Linked DNA regions of Mus musculus: all the other regions are linked to region 3. Evidence: chromatin contacts called from public HiChIP or PLAC-seq and promoter capture Hi-C data. All regions are on one chromosome and are shown on one strand. The core of a region is the stretch at or near the end of the contact, and the rest is flanking DNA. Distances in the headings are between cores, read along the strand shown. Region 1 overlaps Igf2bp3 (insulin-like growth factor 2 mRNA binding protein 3). Region 2 overlaps Stk31 (serine threonine kinase 31). Region 3 holds the start of Tra2a (transformer 2 alpha). Region 4 overlaps Gpnmb (glycoprotein (transmembrane) nmb).

Region 1 (6,004 bases), core at 2,566-5,065, 170 kb after region 3:
CAGCAGCCACCCACTGTCCCACTTTCCTGAATCAGATCTCAGTGGGAGAGGGCAGAGCTTGCACTGTGGCTTTAAGTGTTGACAGGAGGTTTCTTGCTGCTTGCTCATTGTCAAGAGCTGTTCCACGAGAGTGTTTACTAGGCAGGAGAGGAGACACAATTGCTGGAGGTACACATATTTTCTTTTCACATTGGTGCATGTGAGAAAAGATTTGAGGTGAGCACAAACACCCTGCTGATGTGTTCTTCTTTCTATCCTGTTCTGTTTTATTTCAGAGAATAGTTTAAAAGCCACCACCACGACCAAATACCTTTACCCTTTTATCTTGAGAGCAGCTGTCATTCAAACTCTAGGCATCCATCAAGCTAAAGCATGTCTGTGGGAGCCGCCACACGTCCATTCTCAGTCTTCTGAATCTACTGTGGTCTGCTGTGTAGATGGAGACTGTGCTTGCCTGTGTGTTATGGGAGCAGAGGGCTAGGTCCTGGGGTCAAAGGTAGACGGCCCAAAGCCAGTGCTGAGCCTCCTCCTCCCAGGACTGTTTAACACCATTCTCCAGCCCAAAGTAGTTACTCAGGCTCTAGCTAGTGGTTTTCAGTCCAGCCAGCAAAGAAACAAAAAATGTCAACGCTTGTAAGGGCAGTATCTGAAGCCTGTGTTGATATTTAACCCTTGAGAGGCACCCAGCTTTGTCTAGCTGCAAGGAAGCTGGGAAGCAATTGTTCTAGAGGTAGCAGTGTTTCTATTAAACATGGGTAGGAAAATAGATGTTGGAGCAGCCATTCCTGTCAGTCTAGGTGGAGTGAGCCTTTTCACCTCTTAAAGGAAACTCCGGAGCCTGTGAGTTCTTTCAGAGAGAAAGCGAGACTCAGAGTTATATGGGAGGACATTTCCTGTCATAGTCCCCACACCTATGGGCTATTTTTATTGACGTGCAGAGTATAAACAGGTGTTCTGAGAATCATCTTGTGTTTGTGGATACCACCTGAAATAAATTCTGCTTTCACATGGATGTCTATGATTCTCAGCTTTATTTCTAAATTTAAATCACTGATATGATAGTCCCCCAGTTTGAATTAACCCATAGTTGACCATTGCTAATATTCATTGAGGAGACATAGTACACTCCCTTGTACAGCTTTTTTTCTGTTTTGTTATTGTTCTAGTGCATTTCTCTCTGGTGTATCTCAGAAGTAGCTATAGAGAAACCACAGTGTGTATAGGGTTTTGAAGCCTCAGTGGCCTTCAGCATCCACTAGAGGACTTGAAGGCAGGAAGTAGTATATATGTAACTGTACTTAGCTATTTGTACTTGGTAAGTGGGACTACTTTGGGAAATACATTTTTTAAATTATTTTATATGCATATAAAATAATTGGCTTGCATATGTCTGTGTAACATATGTATGAGAAGGCCAGAGGAGGGTTTTGGATCCCCTGGAGCAGTTGTTTCAAAAGATTGTAAGACAACATGTAAATTCTGGGAATTGAACTCAGGCTGTCTAGAGAAGCAGCAAGTGCTCTCGCAACTGCTAGCCATCTCTCCAACCCTGAAACTAGAATTTTTAAGGACAACTGTTAAATTTACCAAAGCCTTACCAGTTTTGTTTTGTTTTGTTCTTTTTTCAGACAAGGTCTCATATAATCCAGGTTGGCCTTGAACTCACTGTGTAGCCAAGAATGATCCTGAATTTCTGGTCTCAAGCTTCTTTCTCTGAAGTGTTAGGATCACAAGTATGCACTACACTGTTTAGTTTTCTGTTGGGTGGGGATTGGACTCAGGGCTATGCACATGCTAAGCAGGCTTCTGCTAACTGAGCTACATCCCCACCCCTCAGCATTCCCTTGTCTGTTCCTTTTGTTATTACCTCACTGAAGAATGGAGTGTTGTGGGTCCTGGGATGAGCTAAGGGTTCCCGGCATTTACTCTGAGAGTGGTGAAGGTGACCCTCTGCCACACTGAGGTGACCATATTGTGATAAGAAGCTTGCTTTCTTCCTGTTCTTTCCTGTTCTGGGCTAGGGAGATAGCTCAGTGGTAGAGCTCTTTACTGTGCAAAGCTCTGGATCTGATTGATGTTCAGTTCCAAAAGAAAGACCTTGCTATTGGCATTTATCTCAGAGAATTCAAAATACTTATTAAAAACCATCTTCATCTTTGATGTTGTGTGGGTTAAGAGTGAATCTCTGCTTTTATTATAAATGCATATTGCTTGTTAAGAGGAGTTTGTGTGTGTGTGCACATATGTGTGAGTGTGCATGTATTTGTAGGGTGCACTGCATCAATGTGCACGTGGAGATCAGGGATCGGTTTTGTGCATCATCCTCTTGATCTCTGCCCTATTTTTTTCTATTGTATGTTTCTGTGTGTTCATGAGTCTATATGGTATGTGTTTGTGTTTCTTTATATGGTGTATGTGTACATGTAGGCATGCACATGTGTATGGATGTACATGCACTACAGCTCAGGTGTGGAAGTCAGAGTTGGGGGTGCAGTCTTAGACTTCATTCTTGTCCGAGGCAGCTGCCTGCCTCGCCTCGGATCCTCATGCTTATGTGACAAGTACTTTGGGCCACTGAGCCATCTCTGTAGCCCTCCACCTTATTTTTTGGAGTAAATTGGAATAAAGTTTTTTTCACTGAATCTGGTCTCATTGGTCTGGCTCAGCTGTCAGCCAGTAAGCTCCAGGGAGTCCCCTGTGTAGATGATGCTCAGATGTATAGGTGCATGCTGCTGTGCCTGGTTTCTCATAAGTGCTGGCTTCCAAACTCAGGCTTTCATTTATTGACTAACACATCTCCCTAGCCCTGAGAAGTAGATTTTGATGTGTAAACCACCCCCCACCCCCACCCCCACGACTTTTTATGGACTTTTAGAATTGTCTGTCTTCTTTATGTAGATTTATTTACTTCTGCTGTGTGAGAGGAATGGGCTGTCTGTGGATAAACTTCTTGCCCCTGTTCCATTCCAGATCTCTACTCACTCATCCTTCCAAAGTATTCTCTCTCCCAGAACCTGTGAGGTTGATTTCTCCAACCAGCCAAAGTGATGTATCTTTCAAAAGATTTCAGAGAGTCTCTAGTTCTTGCCTGGAACCTAGTTCACTCAGTACTTAATTGGCAAGACCCTCGTTTATAAATGACAGGAAATGCTCCTTTCAGAAATGCCCAAACAGTAGGGAAGTGAGAGTTGCCAGCCAGAGTACTAGCCAAGAGCTGGAGCTGGCAACGTGCATGCTCGGTGTCTTCGCTGGCCATGTTGGCAGCTTGCAGTTGGGTTGGCAGGAATCAACCTGTGGGCTCTTGTCTTCATAAACCTGGTAGCTTCTTTACACTCTTCTCTGAAGGCTCCAAGATAGTAGTTTGGCCTTGAGGTGGAAAGTACAGGGGCAAGAAAGATGAGTGAGCATTCTTTGTAGGTCACCAGAGGCACTCTAAGAACCAGACCAAGTTCCTGTCTCCTTCTAAAGCCAGGTAGGATCTCGTAGTCCTTAAGATTTTTCACTGTGGGTGCAGTAAACATTTCTAGGCAAGTAAACCACTGCATCATACTTGGTTATGGGGGAAAACTTCCTTTTTCTTTCTTTCTTAAGCTTTAGTATTCTGTTGAGGTCATAGAGTTGAGTAAACTTCATTTTAGTTCCAGACCCAAATCTAGTTAAAAACAACTCCTCCCTCCCCCAAGTACCTATCTTAGAGGCCAAAGGAAAACAATGGCACCCTGCCAGGTTCCTGGTGGCTGATCTCTTGGCTGCCAGGCACGTCTCCATGCCTTTGTGATGCCCGAGTTTGTGTTGCCTGCAGAGTAAATACACTTAACCTCACTGTTTGCTGCTGCGTGTATCTTCTCGATAGCGGGTGATTAGGAATTATTCACTGGCAGACTTCACCAGTTACGCAAATGCTCAGCCTCACAGCTCTGCTCTCGTTATTTCAAGACACAGAGCAGCGCTTGCCAAGAGTCCGAAGGAAGCTTTGCCACAGGCATCTGGCAGCAATCCACTGGGAAGTAGCTTGCGTCCCGTGGCTGTCTTTCATCCTCAAAGAGTCTATGCAGGAATGGGTTTCCTGTGTGTCCAGGGCAGTGAACCCAAGGAGTGAGTGTGTCAGAGAGTGTGTGTAGGAACAGGTCTCCTGTGTATTCAGGGCGGAGAACTTGTACCCAAGGAGTGAGTGTGTCAGCAAGTGTGTGTAGGAACGGGTCTCATGTGTGTTCAGGGCGGAGAACTTGTACCCAAGGAGTGAGTGTGTCAAAAGGACGATGTTGAGGGGCTTTTCTTCTGTCTGCTTAGGTCTGTCCATCAAGACGAAATGGTGTGCTTATCTGGGGTAGATCCTGAAAACAGCTTCTCAATGCTGGATTCCGTGTGAGAACACACTGTACAGACAGTCAAGTGGATAGATGTTTCCACGAGCTGCCTGTGCCTCAGAGGAAAATTCCCTTGTGAAATAATTTATGGCCAGTGAGATGGCTGGGGGAACAGAACTGAAGCCAGGGGAGATGGGTGATATTCAGAAACGCCCTCTTCCAGCTTCAGATGGCCGATGAGTCACTGAAGACATGTTGCCAATAGCGCACATGACTTACTGTTTGTCTGGGGCACCATCTCCTGTATGAAAAGCACAGTTACTTCAGATTTGGATTGCTCTATTGGGCAGGCCCTCGTGCCTTCAGAGCAGCAGCTTCTGTCACGCTCAGGCCAGCAGAGACTCCTCACATTGCACTTTGTTGCTGTTGTGATATTGTACTCTGGTCATTTCAGCTGTTCCTTTCCCAGAGCTAATTCAAGAGACAGTTCTGAAATTCTCACCAAGTCATTCATGTTTAAAATTCAGCCACACCATACCCTGCTTCTTTCTTCTTTGAGACAGGGTTTCTCTATGAAGCCCTGGCTCTGCTGGAACTAGCTCTGTATACTAGGTTGTCCTTGAATTCAGAGATCCAATGCCCCATCTTTAAATTTCTTACTGTAAATAGCTCCTTCCATCTCTAGAGATGTGAACCTATAACATCTTCTTTAAAGCACAAATTTGTTTTATTGCTTATTGGTGATTTACCTTTTTCCCACCATTGTATTTTTATTTCAGAATTGTTGGTGGTGTCTATGTGTATGGGTGGTTTGCTTGCATGTATGTCTGTGCAGCACATATGCACAGTGCTTACAGAGGTCAAAAGAAGAGGGTGGATCTCTTGGAACTGGTGTGGGTGCTAGGAGTTGAATCTGAGTTCTCTGGAAGGGCAGCCAGTGCTCTTTAACAGCTGAGATATGACTCCAGCCCCCACTATATATGTTTTTCAAAAACAAACTTCTTACATGTAGCAGGTTCCAGAACAATAATTTATCCTAACTATAGGTGACAAAAATGTTTAAATAGGAATAGAAATAGGTCCAATTATCTCAGCCACAAGGAGCAGGTTCCTTAAGCCTGAGCTTCCTTCTCCATCTCAGTTGCTTGCACTCTTTTCTGACATCTTCATGGCCCAACATGACACCTGTGCCCCCCCCCCCACCCCCGACTCTTTGGTGTCTGTCTTAGGGTTTTATTGCTGCGAAGAGACATCATGACCTCTTGTAAAGGACATTTAATTGGGGCTGTCTTACAGTTTCAGAGGTTTAGTCCATTATAATGGTGGAAAGCATGGCAGCATGCAGGCAGGCATGGTGTTGGACAGGTAGCTGAGAGCTCTACATCGGGATTGGCAGGCATCAAGAAAAGAGAGCCACTGGGCCTGGCTTGGGCTTGAGCTTCTGAAACCCCACAGCCCATCTCCTAGTGACACACTTCCTCCAACAAGGCCACACCTCCCAGTAGTGCCCACCCCTTATGGGGGCCATTTTCATTCCACCCCCACCGGTGCTAACGTTAAGCCTTCCTGGAGCAGGCTTCCTGTTGTCAGAAGGCGACTAGAGAAGAAGCTGGGGGAGCAGCGGTGTTGCTCCATTAGAACGCGCTCCATTGCTGGCACTGCACCTTGGCATGGCCTTGTGAGGAATTTGGTCACCG
Region 2 (5,735 bases), core at 1,738-4,237, 150 kb before region 3:
TCCTGGAACTTGCTCTGTAGAACAGGCTGGCCTTGAACTCTGCCTTGATACCTGCCTGTCTCTGCCTCCCTAGTGCTGGAATTAAAGGTGTGATTGCCAGCATGCCTGGCTGGGATGATGTCCTAAGGAGCTATCGTTTTAAAAAGAATTCTGGCACCTCTAAAAGGAATTCAACAAAACATAATTATTTTAAAGGCAAAGTCAGATACTTTGATTTTAAACTAAAACAAGAACAAAGAAGTAGAATCTCAAAACACAAAACAGATGCTACATTATGGCTCAGTGGGCTTGCTACCACATCGGGCAATCTAAATTTAATCTTCAGAAGCCACATGGTGAAAGGAGAAAAACAATTCTCACAAGTCCTCTGATTTCCACATATGCCATGCCACATGCTTCCCCATACATGTACATATACATATAGTAAATAAATGTTAAAGAATTTCAATTACAAAATACCAGGATCTTTTTTTAAATCACCAAATTTAAATTACAAAATGTGAAACACTAGGAAACATTTATTCAAATCTCCCTTAAACAGAACTTTAAGGAGGCCATTTATCAGCACCATCATATGAGAAACTAGCTACTTCCTAACTTTTCATTATTACCAACACACCACACTGAGAAAAGGTGTAATAAAATGTATTTGAGATTGGAAAGCATCTTAAGACTTCATTTTACCAGGAACTTTTACTGTTGAGAACCTTAATTCTTGTTAACAATAAACATGCTCTGCATGTCTTGGTCAAAGTATTGGCTTATAAGTTATTGGGTATGATTAAAAAGGTGTAACATTGGTAACAAGAAAGTTAGCTTAAAATTGGTAACTCAGGGTTAGAGTCATTTTAAACAATCACACGTGGCATAAACCAGCCCAGGAAACTAGACCTCTAAGGATACTTCTAAATTGGGATAATATTTTATGTAATTTTTATCCTAGAAAGTAGACTTATAAGAGATAAGATTTAAAACAATGTCTCTTTAATAAATCATTAAAATTTGCACTGTCATGCATTCATATGTACAAATTGGCAGCCAAATTTTGTAATGTGAAAGTGATGTTTCTGGTATTGATTTTTAAGAAAAATTGTTTAAAATTGGGTTTTGCTTTCCAAAAGTTATAGTTATATTCTAATATTGCAAAAGAAACTTTAAAATTCTGGAATCTGTCCTCACTGCAAGAGGAATAATCTTTGTTTGGGCCAGGACTCAGGCAGTATGCTCAGATTAAGAAATAATTACATTTGAATTAATGCAAAGCTCAGGGGAGCTTCAGAGAGGCTTGTGTGGCATTTCTTCTGTTTTGCAAACCCTGCCTAGGGAAGTTCTTGGGACCTCACCTCTCCTTGCCTCTGGGGAATATTATTTTTAAGCTAAAACATTATTACAGATCTATCCAGGTATTATTCAAAATAAAGTTTAAATTTTAGATTTATGAAAAGTCAATGAGGCTGTAGAGCTTATAGAGGCATTACAATCTGGCTTGCCTAGTACATATAGAATTATTATAGATTTGGAAGGTTGTTTTTTCCTTTGCATTGTAAAGGGTTTGCTACCAGTGAGCTTGTGATCATTGGAAAGTTTTGCCTCTAGGTATGGCTAGTAGCCTTATGTTATATAAGAAAAAAAATTTTTTTTCTGTCTCTACTTCAATATAAGAAGATAAGACTTTGAATCCTTCAGTGTATATTGTTTCTTAAATGGAATATATTACTTCAACTCTTTCCTCTCACACAATGAGCTTTAAAGTTCTGGAGAGTAGCTGATGAGCCAGAAAATATTCAAAGGCAATATCTTTTTAATATTTAGGGTCTTAGTTATCCTAGAAAGATTGTGGTACAGAAAATTTAAGAAAGAAAAGATGATTTGCTTACTTCAAATTATTTTCAAAAGCTTCCAGGAGATGTTAATTGGCTAAGACCTTACCTTAATGCCTTAAGGTGACTTAAGCCTTTGTTGGATGTTATCAACGGAGAGGCAAATTAACTGGTGAGAAACAAAAGGCTTTGCAGAAAGTAGAGGAAGCTTTTATAATTAATTGTTATCAATTTTAATCAATGGTAATCAAATATTAGCTGCTTATTTTAGTTATTGTTACTCAGTGTGCCCACAGCAATTCTTTGGCAAAAGAGAACATTAATGTAAAATCATCTTTCTTCATCTCCAAGTAAAGTTTTAACATCCTATTATGACATTGCTGTGGTGCTAATAAAGAATTGTAAGATAAAATCATGAAGGAATTTTAGAAAAACAACAACAACAACAACAAAAATGTGTCTTAAAAACCTGACGAGGCATCTGTTCTTTGTTCCAAACAGCAATTAAATTGGTTATTGCAGAATATTGATATTTGGCCTACTGCATAGACTTTCTAGGTAAAACTGATAATTATTATCCAAAAGATAAGTTGTTAAAGATTGCTTCTATGCATGCTTTTGTATTTTCTGTAAATTTATGCATGCATGCATCCCATAAAGACTACATCTACTGTATTTAAAAACAGCCCTTCTATGGGAGAAAAGTATATGTGATTGGATCACATGTTTATTCTTTTGAGTTTCCTCCTGCTTCAGCACAGATAATTAAATTGTGTGCTGTAGCCAGTGTTTTAAAATGTTGAAAAATCAAGCTTTAATTTATATACTAATAGTCTATATATACATATGTACATAACAACACCACAGAGCTGTGTTTGTGCAAATAAACACAAACAAGCTGCACATGCTCCCGAGGATGGATAAGAATAAGTTATTTGAAGACCACAATCCTAAGACATGCGTGGCCGCCAGCCACCATAATTCCCAGGCAGGACCATGGAGCATAAGTAAATTTTAAGTCCCAGTACAGCTAATTTTTATTATATAATTAGGGAGGAATTGTAGCCTCCCCCAGCCTTGAGCAGGCTGGCTCAGACCTGTTCCTCCTCTATGAACAAGACCACCTAGGGTGGAGTCTTCCAACCTAGATAGGTCTATTGTTCTGCCACCTCTGCCATTTTCTCCAAGATGCAGCTACCTGCTGAGATGCTGAACCTGTTCTCCTGACTCTATCCAGATGAAAGGAGATCCTGGTGTGATGGGGGATGGGATGGGTTCCCCCCACCCCACCCCCCACTTTATAAGCTCAGACTCTTAAGTAAATTTTGGGCTTTGATCAGTATCTTTGTCTTGGTCTCGTTATTTCTCTCACCATTTTCTCCCATGCAGCCCCAGCCTCCCTTTCAGGAACCCGGTTCAAGTAGCCTACAGTTATCTCTATCCAAAGTCTCCATAAATATCAAAAACTGGAAGTTCGTAGAGAAGAGGAAGGTACTATTAAGGGAACTAAGAATAGGGAGGCTATATTTGAACCCCAGTTCACTGGCCCAGATAGAACTCTGTTCACAGAGAAGTTAAGCAAAGGGACCTCAAGGCTAGTATCAAGCTTTAGTGTCTTTGCTGAGTCCTTTGGTGTAGCAAGATCTTTATAAAGTAAGAAAGGCTATGGCAGATGTCAGTAACTTAGACCAACATGTAAAGAGTATCTGAAAAATAAAAGAAGCTAAAGGAGAAATATTCTTTTAAGGTTAAGCAGAAAAAGAGGCCTGTCTAGGTTCTTCTAGGTGAAGTAGTATTTATGTTGAGCTAGGGTTGCTAAGGAAAAATCTGATAGAAAGGCATTGTGTGCTAAGGAGCATCTGCCTAAGGAGAAGACATCCTTGACAGAATACAGATGAAGCACACAAGCCTGTCCCAGGAGTGGGTGATCCCCCAGACCAAGGAGGGGACACAGCAAAAGATAAAGCTGGGGTGTAGACTGTTCGCCCAGCTAGAACTGCCCCGACAGCCAGGGATGGTGAATGGGAGGCTGGAGGCATGTGCCAACCCAGGGTCACTCTGACCTAGTGAGCCAGAGGTGCAGCGGGAAAGCAGGGCCACATTTACCTTTGGCCTTGAGTATGTCTGAGCCGACTAAGTCAAATCCACTGAGTTGATCAGGTGTGGAGAAATGAGGGAGGCTCCCAGAACAGGCTCCAGGTCATGTAAACATAATAGTTCAGAGAGAATCGCCAAGGATTACAGAGAACAAATTAAGTTAGCACCTCCTATCTATGCTTTGTACCTGACCTTGATCTTTGGAGGAAGCAAATTGATGGAACCTTTCCATGCTGTATTAGACCTTGCTCATTTCAACCTTAGTTATCATCTTAGTTGTGAACTTCTAGGCTCACCTGACACTTGCTGAGGATGGATGACAACTGACTTTCAGGTGTTTCACCAAGGTTATCTTTGGAACCCACTGATCTGTTATGAGATAGTAGTTCCGGAAGTTGCCTTGTCCTGCCCATTCACTGGAAAAGGTTTTGTTACATAGATAACATAATGCTTACCTGTATTTTGCAAATTTGTAAAGTCACTGGAGAAACAATCAGATATAGTATACTTCTACCTACCTTACAACCCTACTGGGGTGGGTTAATTAAAAAAAAAAAATCCAAAAGTTACCCTACATGGGTAAAAAAGGACATTCCAGAGACCATAAGGTTATTAAATAAAAACTCCAGTGCCAGGAGAAGTTTTTTCTAGATGGTTATGATGTGCCTGTTAAACTCTCATCTAAACACATGTATTTAGATGTATCAGCCTCAACTCATAACCCCTGAGAAAACTCCTGAGATCAAGTGATTGTTACTGTGACATGGTGACCTATAGTAGACATCTATAGTCAAACCTTTTAACGCTCAGGAATCATTGTTGAAGAGGGGACAAAGGAGTCAAAGGAAGGGATATAGTATTGTGTAATAGTTTCCATTCTGTAGGAATCTCCTTAAGCAAAAAGGTAAATAACTCAAAATAGCTTCAGGAAATCTCTGAAACTAACTAGATTCATCAGGCCCCTCCTTGCCTGAGTAAGCAATAAATGCTGAGAGTCCCTCTCAGAAGAGGAAGCTGAACTGTCAAGAAGACTCTGAGATGAGCTGCCACAAAGACTCAGACAAGCCAAACTACAAAAAAGACTCTCAGAGGAAAAAAGCTTTAAAAAACAGTCCTTGATACCAAAATAGCTCCTGAGGAAGCAAAATCCAGCCCAGCTCACTCAAAGAGGTTTAGACCAAAGGCACCTGGAAAGGATATTCTCTGAGAAAGCAGCTGAGCTGCCTGCAGGGTGTGCAGGGCACTCCAAGTTCCCAGCTTTGTGAGCTGTCACCCACACTGGGTAGGCTTTGGTAATCAAGCCTTTGAGCTTGGTGACTCATTTCTGCTCTTGTAAGTAACCTAATAAAACTCTTTGGTTCACCAAGTTTGGACTTTGGTGATATTCGCACTTTGGTCTGTCATGGGATCCCTCCCTATCTGTCGTGAATAGACGTGTGTGTGTCTCCCCAGAAAAGTTTTGTCACACAACAAACAAAAGGGGAAAAAAGTTTATTTGCCTTACAATTCCACATTGTATTCAACACTGTAGGGAAGTCACAGAAGCTGAAACAGCCAGCAATACCCACTTCCTTGCTTAAAAGTAGAGAGAAAGCCGGGTGTGGTGGCGCACACCTTTAATCCCAGCACTCAGGAGGCAGAGGCAGGAGGATTTCTGAGTTCGAGGCCAGCCTGGTCTACAAAGTGAGTTCCAGGACAGCCAGGGCTATACAGAGAAACCCTGTCTCGAAAAAATAAATAAATAAATAAAGTAGAGAGAAATGAATATACCCACGCTTATTCCTTATTCCTCTCATCTAGTTATCTCACTTAAGATAC
Region 3 (6,283 bases), core at 577-3,076:
AGCTGGACCACCAACCAAAGAATACACATGGAGGGCCCCATGGCGCTGGCCATATATGTGGCAGAGGATGGCCTTGTTGGACATCAGTGGGAGGAGAGAAGGGGTTTGATGCCCCAGTGTAGGGGAATGCCAGGGCAGGAAGACAGGAGTGGGTGGGTGGGTGGATGGGGGAACACCCTCACAGAGGCAGGGGATGGGGTGGTGGTGGTGGGGGTTTCAGAATGGGAGACCTGGAAAGGGGAAAACATTTGAAATGTAAATAAAGAAAATATCCAATAAAAAATTGAAGAAACAACAATATAGTAAATCAGGAATGTGCTGTTCTAAATGCACTTACAAAATAACACTACATATTAACTTACATGATATTACATGAATAGAAGGGTAAGTATTTAATAATGAGCTCTCTGAAAGAAAGAGGAAGAAAAATGATTTGCTGATATTCACAACATAAATCTTCCTGTTGTGGCTGAGTCCAAACCATTAAGAGTTTAATAATGGGGGCTGGAGGGATAGCTCAGCGGTTAAGAGCACTGACTGCTCTTCTGAAGGTCCTGAGTTCAAATCCCAGCAACCACATGGTGGTTCACAGCCATCCATAATGAGATCTAACACCCTCTTCTGGTGTGTCTGAAGACAGCTACAGTGTACTTACATATAATAAATCTTTTTTTTTTTAAAGAGTTTGATAACTAGCTCTCTGACATTTCTGATAGGCTCTCTTTTTATATCTCAGGTTGGCTGGAACTTCCAACAGTCCTTCCTTCTAGACGCCTAAGTGGTGGGATCACAGGCACAGATCACCACACCCAGCTATTTCAGGTCTTTGTGAATTCATTATTTGTGCTGGTGTTCCTTATTTTTCTAGAGCAAGAAGTATGGATACTAATGTTGCCAAACAATATATTCCCCCAATTTATTTTTATTTATTTACATGTTCTACAGTGTTGAGGACTAAACCCAGAGCCTAGTACATGCTAGGTGTGCTGGATAATTTTCTATCAACTTGGCACAGATAAGGTCACCTGAGAGGAGGGAACTTCAATTAAAATGCCCCCCGCTGTGGTGGGAGCTCATGCCTTTATTCCCAGAACTTGGGAGGCAGAGGCAGGCAGATTTCTGTGAGTTCCAGGCCAGCCTGGTCTACAGAGGGAGTTCCAGGACAGCCAGGGTTACACAGAAACCCTGTCTTGAGGTTTGGAAGCAGAGAAGAGTGAGAAACTCATGGCTTTTCAGTATAACCCCATCTGTGTATATATTGTTATTTCAACGTTTAAAAGGGCAGATACTAGCCGGGCGTGGTGGCTCACGCCTTTAATCCCAGCACTCGGAAGGCAGAGGCAGGCAGATTTCTGAGTTCGAGGCCAGCCTGGCCTACAAAGTGAGTTCCAGGACAGCCAAGGCTATACAGAGAAACCCTGTCTCTGTAAAAAAACCAAACCAAAAAAAAAAAAAGGGGGGGGGGCAGATACTGGGGATAAGGAAAACTCAGCTGGAAAAGTCGGTTTGTTTGTTGGGTTTTTGTTTGCTTGTTTTTGGTTGGTTTGTTTTGCTATGCAAGAAAGACCTGAGTTCCATACCTAAAGAGAACAAAACCAAAAAAACTCAAGAACAAAACCCCACAGGCAAAGCCAGGCGATGACACACGCCTTTAATTCCAGCACCCGGAGGACAAACCGACCCAACGCCAAACAGCAAGCTCTTGAAACCCGCCAATCTCCCGCGCTAGGCCAGGCGGACACAAAGCCTCCCGGGGCGGAGGCGGGGTTCGCGACGACGTCATCACAGGTCCGCCCCTTGACGTCAGGCGCCGGGGACACCAGGAGGTTTCTGGCGGCACGGGCGCCATTTTGCCTGAACGTGCGAGCTGGTGGGAGTGGAACGCACTGGCCGTTGTAGCCGTCGCCTTCTTCCTCCCCACAGTCCGAACAGCGCGGTGACTAGGCCGTCGGCCCTCGAGCCGAGACATATCTCTTATTTAGTTCTCGGGAGCGCCTGGCCGACATGAGTGATGTAGAGGAGAACAACTTCGAGGGCAGAGTGAGTACAAAGCCGCGGGAGCCGTCTTCGGCGGCGGCCCGATGCTCCGGGGCTCGGGGACGAGCGCGGTCGGTCGGGCGAGGTGGCGGGGCCCTCAGGAGCAGCCTTGAGGGCCACCGCGAGCGCGTCACGTCCCAAGATGGCTTCGGGGTCCCCCTGCGTGCCCAGATGCCCCACTAGCCCGCAGCGCTCCTTTCTGGCGGCTGACTGGTACCTGGCCTGGTCCTATCCTCTCCTGTCGCTCCCTTTCCTCTCAGCTTCCCATCTCTGCTCCGAGGTGCGGGTCCCCGGCGCGGTGGGGCAGGAGGCGGCGGGGCGCTCCCTCCGGCCGGATAGTGGTAGGTGCTTCCTGCGGTGGCATCTCGGGCCACCACCACCCCTCCTCCGGCCATCGCAGCGGGGTCTCGGGGTCAGAAGTGCGCGGGGCTGCTGTCCGGGCGGGGAATCGCTGGCGCGGGACTAGCTGGGGCCTGTTGTCTCCTTGGCTCTCTGTTGCAGTGAGCGGCCGCGTCTCCGTCGGAACCGGCGGCGTCGCGTCTGTAAAGGCGAAAGCCTTGAGGTTGAAGGTGGGACGAGCCCAGTGAAGTGGTTAGTCAACGACCGCAGCGACCCTTAAGAGTCCTTAAGACGAGAGCGAGCGGGGAAGGGAAAACTACGCAAGAGCCTTTCCCCTTAATGTCCTCTTTCCTTTCGCTTCTAAATGAATGTGGAAATGCAGTGACGCCTGTTTTCCTAACAGCTAGATGTTGGGTTCTTTATGTCTCAACTTCCAAAGCTTTCCTTCCTGTGACCATTCCTCTGAAAACTCCTTTACAGATCTTTATGGCTAAACTGCCAAGACATCTTACTTTAAACCTTACGTAACTGAACAAATTTCTTGCCTCAGTTTTCAAAAAAGAAAAGAAAAAAGCTAATCATTGTTAACTCAAAAGATTATACCTGAAATTTACAGACCCTCCCCCGTTTTTCTCACCCATTCCCCGGAAAAGGGACTCAAGACTTTGGTTATCTGAGGTCTTGTGAGTATAAACCGTATATTCACAAAGCTTGAGTATATTATTAGAACGTTACCGGTTTTTGAGTTTTATTCCGAAGTTACCCTAGTATTGGAAATTAATGGAAGTGAGTCCTGGTAAAACCATGGAAGGAAAAAAAAGGGAAACAAAAGTCCCATGGTACTCGAGGGCTGGCAGTTGTGTTGGTATTCTAGTGGAGGAGGGGCGGGTGGAAAAAAGCCGCTGGAGGGCTTTGCTGAAGGAAAGAATTTGTCCCTTTTGGAAGCTCGGGATTTAGACACCTGTACTCTGTCAGTCAAGTCATATACGGTCAGTTAGGGTTTTGATCTTGAGAAAAGAGGGTGCATTTTGTTTGTTTATTTTTTTATTTAATGCACTAGGACAAGGTCATAACTACATTTAACTTTGATTGGATTATTTGAATGAAATTTGCACACAACGATTGAGTTGAACCTGCTTACTATTTTTAGGATTGTTTTATTGTACTAACAACTTTTAAAGACTATGAAGTAAATATTTCACGTAGTTGTATTACTTGTGAAACTAAGTAATTAGGAAAAGACGGTTGGGGTTTGGGTGTGTTGTTTTGTTGTTATTGTTCCTGGTTTAGTCTGTGGGACTTGTACCAGTGTTGCTCTGATGGCTCTGATTGCTGCTCTGGTTCTCCCATTTGTCCTCTAGTGGAAGGAGTAGTGGATAATTACCACCTTCCCACAAATTATTGAAGATTCCTATCCACTTTTCAGTTTATTTAGGTATTAACAACCTAGTTAACAGATAGGGACTTTCTAGCTCCCTCTCTTCTGCCATTAGTAGTACAGCAGTACCTGTGGTTCAGTTTACATCAGCGCTTTCAGGGTCAGTTACAGCTCTTTAAGATGTAACAGTTTTTGTTTTGTATTCTTAAATTATGATTGAACAGACTTGTAATTACATAAAGAATTAGAAGGCTAGAGGCTTGTGGGGGGGTTCATATTGATTTTTGTTGTTTTTGAGCTTTGTGGGAGTGGAACCCAGGCCTTTTGCATACCAGGCAAGTGCTGTACCACTCCTCTTCTTAAAGCAGCTAAGTATTTAAATACAGTGCTTTGTTTTTTTTGTTTTGGTGGGAGGTTGTATGCTTTTTCCCCCCTGTTGACCATAATTGCTATGCCCCTTTATCATTGCCTGTAGAGGTGTCTGAGGGCAGCTTCCTAAGAGAGATGTTTGAATGATGTGTTGAAGTTATTTACATGGTAGTTAGACTTCAAACTCTTCTCATTACCCTAAACTAGGGGAGGCATTGACAGGTCAGTAGTCAAATGCTGGGCCTATTGGGTATTTTTAAAAGATTATTAATATAGGGTTTTTATTATTATTTCCCTTCTGTTGGAATTTATTGGGAAGATTGCATCTGATACATAAAGTGAATGATTGGACTTTATCTTTAGGTGTAACAGGGAGCATGTTAATCCTTTCTCAGTAAAAGTGTTCAAGATTAGGTGGAGGGTTCCTAGAATGGACCAAACACTGAAGATAAAATATATAAATATATCTATGCTTACAATATTTTAGAATTCAGCCTTCTTGGGTGCATTTTTATTTATTGCTTGTAATAATATAGCAAGGGCTAGGGTGCTGTCAACATTTTAGAAATGAAGAACTACCCAGGAGGTGCTGCTGGTCCACACCTATGCACTTGGGGGTCAGAGGCAGTTGGAGTTTGAGGCTAGCCTGGTCTGCTGAGCAAGTTCCAGGACAGCCAGGGCTACACAGGGAGAAAAAAAAAAAAGAGGAGCTGGAAAGATAGCTTAGTGGTTAAGAACACTGACTGTTCTTCCAGAGAACTTGGGTTGGATTTCCAGCACCCACATGGCAGCTCACAGCTGTCTGTAATTCCAGGATCATCACTCACGGACATACATGCAGACAAAACATCAGTGCACATAAAATAAAAGTTAGAAAAATTATAAAAGGAAATAAGGTAAGAGAGTACAAGAACAAACCAAGACATGGAAGACCACATAAGCCCCAGTTTACTGTCCATTGTATATACACAGTCCTGTATGTGTTCAGATTTTTCTTTGTGAAGAGCACATTGTACTTAACTGTATTGACCCATGAATAGAGTTTGCTAAAAGTATTTATTCAAGCCATATTAGGTTGTATATTTTACTTTGTGTCTGGATGTTTTGCCTGCATATATGTCTGTATACCACACATGTACAATGCCTAAGGAAGCCAGAAGAGGAAATCATATCTCCTGGGACTAGGGTTGCAGGTGGTTGTGAGATACCAAGAATTTGTCTTAATTTCAGGTGACTGCCAATTTAAACCTGGGTTTAAAAACAAAAATACTGTCATTAAGTGTATTAGTGCCGAAATAGTGACAGATATATGTGCAGCCAAGATAACAAAGGGTTTCGAATTCTAGGCTTAAGGATTCAGACTTGAATCCAGCGCTCACTAAGGGCCATCTATGAGCTCTTCATTTTGGAAACCTATGATTAAAAAGACTGGCACAGGAGCAGTAGAATGCAACTTGAATTATTTATGGCAGAAACCCTTTTCAAGAAATACAGGAGAATGATTGTGCCATTACAAAAAAAAAAAAATCCAGTTCTGGGTGTGCTGTGGCACATCATTAATTCCAGGCACTTGGAAGCCAGAGGCAGACAGATCTCTGAATTCCAGGTCAGCCAGGGTGTAAGTAAGGTCTTGCCCCTCAAAACAAAACAATAAAAATCGTAACAGGTCCATAAACAACTTAACTTGGTCCGCACATATATCAATTTAGGAAGATGCCGAGATGTTTTGAGACAGGGTTTTACTGAAGCTCAATCACGTGCTTTCCTTAACTCAGGAACCTTTCCTTTCAGCTTCTCCTCGGTACTGGAATTTATAGCCAGAGGCCACCACACCCAGTGTTCTTTTGAAACTGGGAAAGAGGGAAAGGTGGCTCTGTTTTGCTTTCATTTCTCTCTTTCAGTGTCTTTACTGTTTACTCCTGGCTGACCTCAAACTCAGATCTATTTGCCTCTGCCTCTTGAGTGCTGGCATCTGTTTGTCACCTTAATAATAATAAAGAGTTATCTGCTTTATCAAACCTATCCAAAGGTAAGAGAAATGTCCTTAATGTCCTTTGGAGAAATTGAGAAGAATGGACATAACTCTTATAGTTCTTATTCTGGCCTCTTAAAAACCCAATTTTTAAAAAAGGAGTCCTAGTATGAAGTCACCTTGCTACG
Region 4 (5,537 bases), core at 2,198-4,697, 210 kb after region 3:
TTCTCAAACCAACTGGGGACCAAGCACTTAAATATATAAATCTGTGGGGCCATTCTCATTCAAACCACCACAGGGCCCATAGGAGAGCTCTGATTCCTTGTAGAATCTTAAGGATAAAGGGGATGGCTATTGACTACAAACAGAAGTTGCCCTTGCAGGTGAAGCTGAGGCCAGTGGGTGGGCCAGAACCCAGGTCAGTGAAGTCACAGCAGTGACCACATGAGCAGTGGCTTACTGTGCTGGTCTGGAATCCCAGCTCCACAAACTCAGTTTTGTGTCTCTTATTATCTCTTCGTTCTCTCCTAGACCCAGAACCACCCTAGCATTCAATAAAAGATGATTAAATGAGCAAAATCAGTCTGCAACGGTTGATCCCTGGAAGCAGACCTTTGAATTTTCATGGTATTTATTCCAGCAGCATTGGAAGCCTCCTTCAACATCAACCAGCCAACCAACAACAAATAAACAAACAGCAAACAACAGACAAACAGCTAACATCAACAAACAACTGCAACAAACAACCCAACAAGTAACAACAACAACAACAACAAACATCAACAAAACACTTTCAAAGAATTGTTCCCCCACTAGGGTTCCCCCAAAGGAGGTCACCCTCATCCTCTGGAAGACTGTCTTTTCATCTGCTCTTTGTGTCACTTGAGCTTAAGAGTTCTGTGCATTCTGTGTGTGATGGGTACTTTGAGTGCATCGCCTTCAAACTATGGGATTTTCAGATTATGAGAATTTCAATCCAGGGAAACAGATATTTGTGAATTACTCAGAGATGCTTAGGATGCAGACATTTATAAAAGCCCTAGAAATAAGCAATTCCTGGAATAATTTGTTACATACACATGTACTTTTCGTGAGAAGTTTTAATTCTCAGCCAACATCAATCAAGCCATCCCTGTCTCTTAGGCTATTTCTTCCATTCTGCAGACAGTTCCCTTACCAGGGTCACTTGGAAAATATAAATCGACACAATTTACTATTTCAGACTTCTTTCCTACTACTAGATTAAAATTTGTTTAGATGAAGCTAGATAAACAAAGTCATGGACCTGCCGCTTTGGTGGCTGTTCTGTATCTGCTGTTCTCTGCTGCCCCCTGTTGACCTGAGCAAGGAAGTGATCCCAAGCCCAGCCTTGCTCATTCTTGTCCTGGAACCAGCAGAATAAGGATTCTCTGTTGGTTTCTCAGAAATCCAAATTATGGGGTCCCACCTCCACAAGACAGTGTTTGGAACCATGGGGTGGAGTCTAAGCGGTCTGTGGATTCTGCAGCAACCTGAAATCAATGTCCTGTTTTGGGTACTAGTGAACGGGCTCCTTAGTATGTAAAAATCAATCAATCAATCAATCAATCAATCAATCAATCAATCAATCAATCAATCAAGCTTCTTCACGTGTTTCTGTCCCCAGGCTGAGACTGTAACACAAGGCTGTACCTGCACTCATTCTTCCATCAGGAGCAGTAGCGGCCATGTGAAGTGAGTCAGAGAGGGACAGCATACCCCTTCTACAGCTGAGACAGAGGCAGAAAAGACTCCTAACATGCCATGTCACTAGGTCACAAAGCTTTAGATGTCAGGGCTCGGTTCAGATACAAGGCTGCTGTTGGGATGCCTGTGCCCAGGACTCCTTCAGTTGCTCTGGGCTCCTTGGCTGTGGGGCTGTCCCGCAGGCACAGGGTGTTCAGCAGCCCTGGGCTCTCCCCACTAGATGCCAGTAGCACCCCACCCTAGTTTTGACAACCACAAATCTCTCCAAACATTGCCAAACACTCCTGGCTGAGAGGCCCTGTCCTAAGTGGTCAGCAATTTTTACATTCTTTGGAGACAATTTCCAAACAAAAAGCTTCTTTTTGCTTCTAGGCCACCTAGTGGGGGGGGGGGGTGTCAAAGTACCAGACTGAATGTTGGTCCTCCACAATGCCTCAAAAATGAGCAGTCATTCTATAATACCATCATATTTATCCAGTTGTCTACCTTCATCAAGGTAGATACAGTCTGGACTCTCAGATCTCACTTGGTTGCTATTAAGGGTCTGCTGGTATAGAATAGACAAGGTCTCATAGGTCAAGTGCAGCCCACCACATGCTTTATAAGTGTCCATGGATAAATGAATGGATGGGTAGTTCACTGAACTACACAGGGAAAATTTTCTCCCCAATATAATAATCACACAGCTTATTAGACTGCCTTTTTAATGAGTAGAATATGTACACACACGCACCATACACAAAGCCCGGGCCCATTATAATTTTGTCAGGAGCTCAGGCATGCTCAGTGAGTTGGAAGGCAGATGAAGCATGGCCTTCAGGTGGTGATTAGCTGGGTTCATGCCCATGTTATGTGGAAAGCTGAGGCATCTGTGGTATCTCCCCCAGTTAACCTAGGACCTTAAGTAGCAGTGACCCCACCTCCCCTTCAGACACAGCGTGTCCACCCCACGAACAGTGTAAAAACCACAATACAGATGGGAAGAAACACTAAGTCTTCCCATGTCTTCTCTAAAATGCTATTTAACCACACTCCCTAAGCCACGATATACATTTTACAATAATCCTTAGAGAACAACAGTTCCCAGCCACATACTTCTGCACAGCTCACATACATGCACAGAAGAGTGGGTTCCTGGTCAGAGGGAAGGCCAAAGACTTAGAGTGTCCTTGGCTTGTCCTGGAGCAATGGATCCTTCTCCTGGTCTCCTCGGAAGAACGGGGCTTTCGCGTGACTGAGGAGAACACTCAGGCCCTTGCCCTTGACCGTGTTCCTGGGGCAGTTTCCTATTGGCTTGTACGCCTTGTGTTTTCTGAAAACAATGTGTTGGACAGGACTTTAAAAATATCTTCAGCTGAACTAAATTCCTTTCTATAGCGTTTCTCATGACAGGTGCAAAAGAGCGAATTCCACCCAACCCAGTCTGTCGCTTGGAACACACCAGCATCACAGGAGAGTATAGCTATTTTCTCTTCAAGCAAGAAGCACTCACTTTGAGATTTCGTTAAACATTACAAAAACCAATTTTGTCAAGTTACTGACATCTGGTAGCACTTTCAGGATTAAAACAAACAAATCCCAAGCCATAGTAAAATTAATAGGTCCCAGTTTGGTATTTGTGGTTCGATGGACCACATTTCCTCTCATACACATAATATTTAAAAGGAAGAAAGGAAAATGGCACATTCATACAGACGAATGCTATTTGCTTTTGACTATCTGCTATAGAGATGTAAAGTGTTAAAATCAGAAACTTACTTGTACAGCAAGATGGTAACCATGGTGACAAGCACAGCCAGGCAGCCGATGGAGATCAGGACACCATTCACTGCTCTCAGAGGGGAGTCTGGGTCTTTAAAGCAGAAGGAAAACTGCATGAGTTAGGCTGCATTCCTCCATGGTTGGAGGACATCTGCTTGTGATGCTATTGAATAAACGAGCAACCGCTTTCAACTGCTTTCAACACCAAGGGGCTAAAAGGCTCTCACACTCCATTGTGCTGGCCTCTGGCCTCATCTCAGGCTCTGTGCTTGCCCCTGTCCTAAAACCTCTGAAATTCTGTGAACCGTGCACAGCCCCTGCTGGGACAGCCCTTCCCTGGCTTCTCTCAGGTTTCCTCAGTCGCCCTGTGCCCTCGAGCGTTTCAGAGGGAACCATCTCTCCTCTGTCACTACCCTGCCTGCCTCTTCCTAGGCCTGGGTCACATTGTGTCTTATTCCTTCCCTCGTCTCATCTGTACCAATGACCACAAAGGCAGACACTTTGTCTTCTTTCTCCTCTGTAACCAGCCAGTTCTGTCTCCATCCCAAAGCATATCTGGTCATCCGAGCTGCCTCTGCTCTGCCACTGTCACCATCTGGTCCTCCAGACCCCTCCTAGAAGGTCCTCTTTACCGATTACAATTGTCTTTCCATCATGTGATGATAAGATCTTCTCACAGGTGAATGCCTCACCCTTGCTTACAGAATGAAACTTCAAAGACTCTAACAGTAGCCTTGGTGTGATTTCACTGTTTATGTTTAGGTCTTAGTTCCCAGGAGGCCCTCTACCAAGATGGTATTACAGAACAGCAAGACTTGTCCCACACCCTGTCTAGGGCTCTAACCACTGCCTTCACCTCCACTCCAAGCTCCCTCCTCTCCTTCCTCTGACTGTTTTTTTTTTTCTCTTCAAGATACCATCTTGTTAATTTGTTTCTTGCCTGGGTTTAAAATAAGTCTGATTATATATTTTGAGTTGGGACCTAACTGACAAATTCATAGGTAAGCAACACCACCACCACCCCACACACTCACAAACACACACACACACACATACTCACACACACATACTCACACACACACTCACACACACACACTCACACACACACTCACACACACACTCACACACACACATACTCACACACACACTCACACACACACTCACACACACACTCACACACACATACACACACTCACTCACACACACTCACACACACACATACACACACTCACACACACACACATACACACATACACACTCAAAACAAAAAACAAGGGGCTGGAGAGATGGTTCAGTGCATATGAGCACTAACTGCTCTTCAGAGGACTTGGGGTCAATTCCCAGCACCCACATGGCAGCACAATAACCCAGTTTCAAGGGGATCTGATGCCCTCTTCTGGACTCTACAGGAACTGTACCAGTGTGGTACACAGATGTCTATGCAGGCAAAATACACACACACATAAAATAAAATTTAAAACATCTCAAAAAGCCGGGCAGTGGTGGCAGACGCCTTTAATCCCAGCACTTGGGAGGCAGAGGCAGGTGGATTTCTGAGTTCGAGGCCAGCCTGGTCTACAGAGTGAGTTCCAGGACAGCCAGGGCTACACAGAGAAACCCTGTCTCGAAAAACCAAAAAAGAAAAAAAAAATCTCAAAAAATAAACAAACAAAAACCCCAAGTAACATCAAAAACCAACAGCCAAGAAGCTGGGAGGTTGGCTCAGCAGTCAAGGGCACAGTTGCTTTTGCAGAGGATCTGAGTTCTTTGAGTAATCATGTCTAGATGTTCACAACCAACTGTAAATCCAGATCCAGGTCCTTCGACAGCCTCCCCTGGCCTCTGTGGGCACCTGTATGCACATACATGTGCACACGATCTTGAGAGCACACACACACACACACACACACACACATGCACACACCCACACCCCAAATCCTTTAAAACAAAAAACAATTAAGTTTCAGTCAACCATAAGCAGCTTAATTGATTGACTCCAGGCCTCAATTAGCAGTCAGCAATGGTTGCTCCTAGGTTCTGACAGCCAGTTTGGGGAGCTGTCAATGGGATCTGGTCTGGGCCACTTCTGACTCCAGTGTTGCTCAGTTTGGTGCTTAAACAAACTGTGAAATTGAATTGGTCTAAACGTTTTCCTATAACATCTGTTACTGCTCAGGGAAGCAGGGGTCCTCCCTGTTTTGTTCCTTAGTCAGTGACTTCTGTCTTGTGCAGAGCTCTGTGCTGAGCATGAAGCAGACAGCTTAGTGACTATCAAT

The links. Promoter capture Hi-C pulls out the DNA fragments that hold promoters and counts their contacts. HiChIP or PLAC-seq counts read pairs in DNA pulled down with a chosen protein or histone mark.
Region 1: a contact with region 3 is called in a FOXA1 HiChIP or PLAC-seq map of pancreatic cancer cells. The contact joins the enhancer-like site here to the promoter of Tra2a in region 3. A contact is called at or near these places in 4 of 115 datasets of contacts at active chromatin or transcription factors (embryonic limb bud, embryonic stem cells, large pre-B cells and 1 more) and 3 of 9 other capture datasets (adipose tissue, liver and pancreatic islet).
Region 2: an H3K27ac HiChIP or PLAC-seq map of embryonic stem cells shows a contact between it and region 3, with 7 read pairs. The contact joins the enhancer-like site here to the promoter of Tra2a in region 3. A contact is called at or near these places in 4 of 39 promoter capture datasets (cranial neural crest, liver, macrophages and 1 more), 1 of 15 datasets of contacts at CTCF or cohesin (pro-B cells), 25 of 484 Hi-C or Micro-C datasets (CD4 T cells, CD8 T cells, the G1E-ER4 cell line and 17 more), 10 of 115 datasets of contacts at active chromatin or transcription factors (the 230-238 cell line, CD8 T cells, the HPC-7 cell line and 7 more) and 4 of 9 other capture datasets (adipose tissue, liver, macrophages and 1 more).
Region 4: a promoter capture Hi-C map of stem cell-derived epiblast-like cells shows a contact between it and region 3, with 3 times the contacts expected there. The contact joins the enhancer-like site here to the promoter of Tra2a in region 3. A contact is called at or near these places in 20 of 39 promoter capture datasets (the 3T3-L1 cell line, 3T3-L1-derived adipocytes, the C10 cell line and 14 more), 2 of 15 datasets of contacts at CTCF or cohesin (CD8 T cells and the NIH/3T3 cell line), 23 of 484 Hi-C or Micro-C datasets (CD4 T cells, CD8 T cells, the G1E-ER4 cell line and 16 more), 22 of 115 datasets of contacts at active chromatin or transcription factors (the 230-238 cell line, the SCID.adh cell line, astrocytes and 15 more) and 5 of 9 other capture datasets (adipose tissue, embryonic stem cells, liver and 2 more).

Annotation. Positions count from the first base shown.
Region 1 is chr6:49,095,127-49,101,130 of GRCm38.p6, reverse strand. All of the region lies in intron 10 of Igf2bp3 (insulin-like growth factor 2 mRNA binding protein 3), which reads left to right. It also overlaps a transcript of Malsu1 not described here. Among named protein-coding and RNA genes, the nearest start is that of Malsu1, 24 kb to the right of the region's middle. Within about 2 kb of position 3,815, at least 177 of the 459 cell types and tissues checked have an H3K27ac peak or open chromatin away from gene starts, as enhancers often do. A contact at or near this core is called in adipose tissue, pancreatic cancer cells and pancreatic islet, where this site is marked.
Region 2 is chr6:49,410,478-49,416,212 of GRCm38.p6, reverse strand. All of the region lies in intron 6 of Stk31 (serine threonine kinase 31), which reads right to left. Among named protein-coding and RNA genes, the nearest start is that of Stk31, 18 kb to the right of the region's middle. Within about 2 kb of position 2,987, at least 8 of the 459 cell types and tissues checked have an H3K27ac peak or open chromatin away from gene starts, as enhancers often do. A contact at or near this core is called in embryonic stem cells, where this site is marked.
Region 3 is chr6:49,259,595-49,265,877 of GRCm38.p6, reverse strand. Tra2a (transformer 2 alpha) reads left to right here and starts at 1,826. Exons shown (of 8, transcript NM_198102.2): 1 at 1,826-2,040. The coding sequence starts at 2,005.
Region 4 is chr6:49,053,436-49,058,972 of GRCm38.p6, reverse strand. Gpnmb (glycoprotein (transmembrane) nmb) reads right to left here. Exons shown (of 11, transcript NM_053110.4): 10 at 3,259-3,352; 11 at 791-2,812. The coding sequence ends at 2,659. Among named protein-coding and RNA genes, the nearest start is that of Malsu1, 18 kb to the left of the region's middle. Within about 2 kb of position 3,447, at least 28 of the 459 cell types and tissues checked have an H3K27ac peak or open chromatin away from gene starts, as enhancers often do. A contact at or near this core is called in stem cell-derived epiblast-like cells, where this site is marked.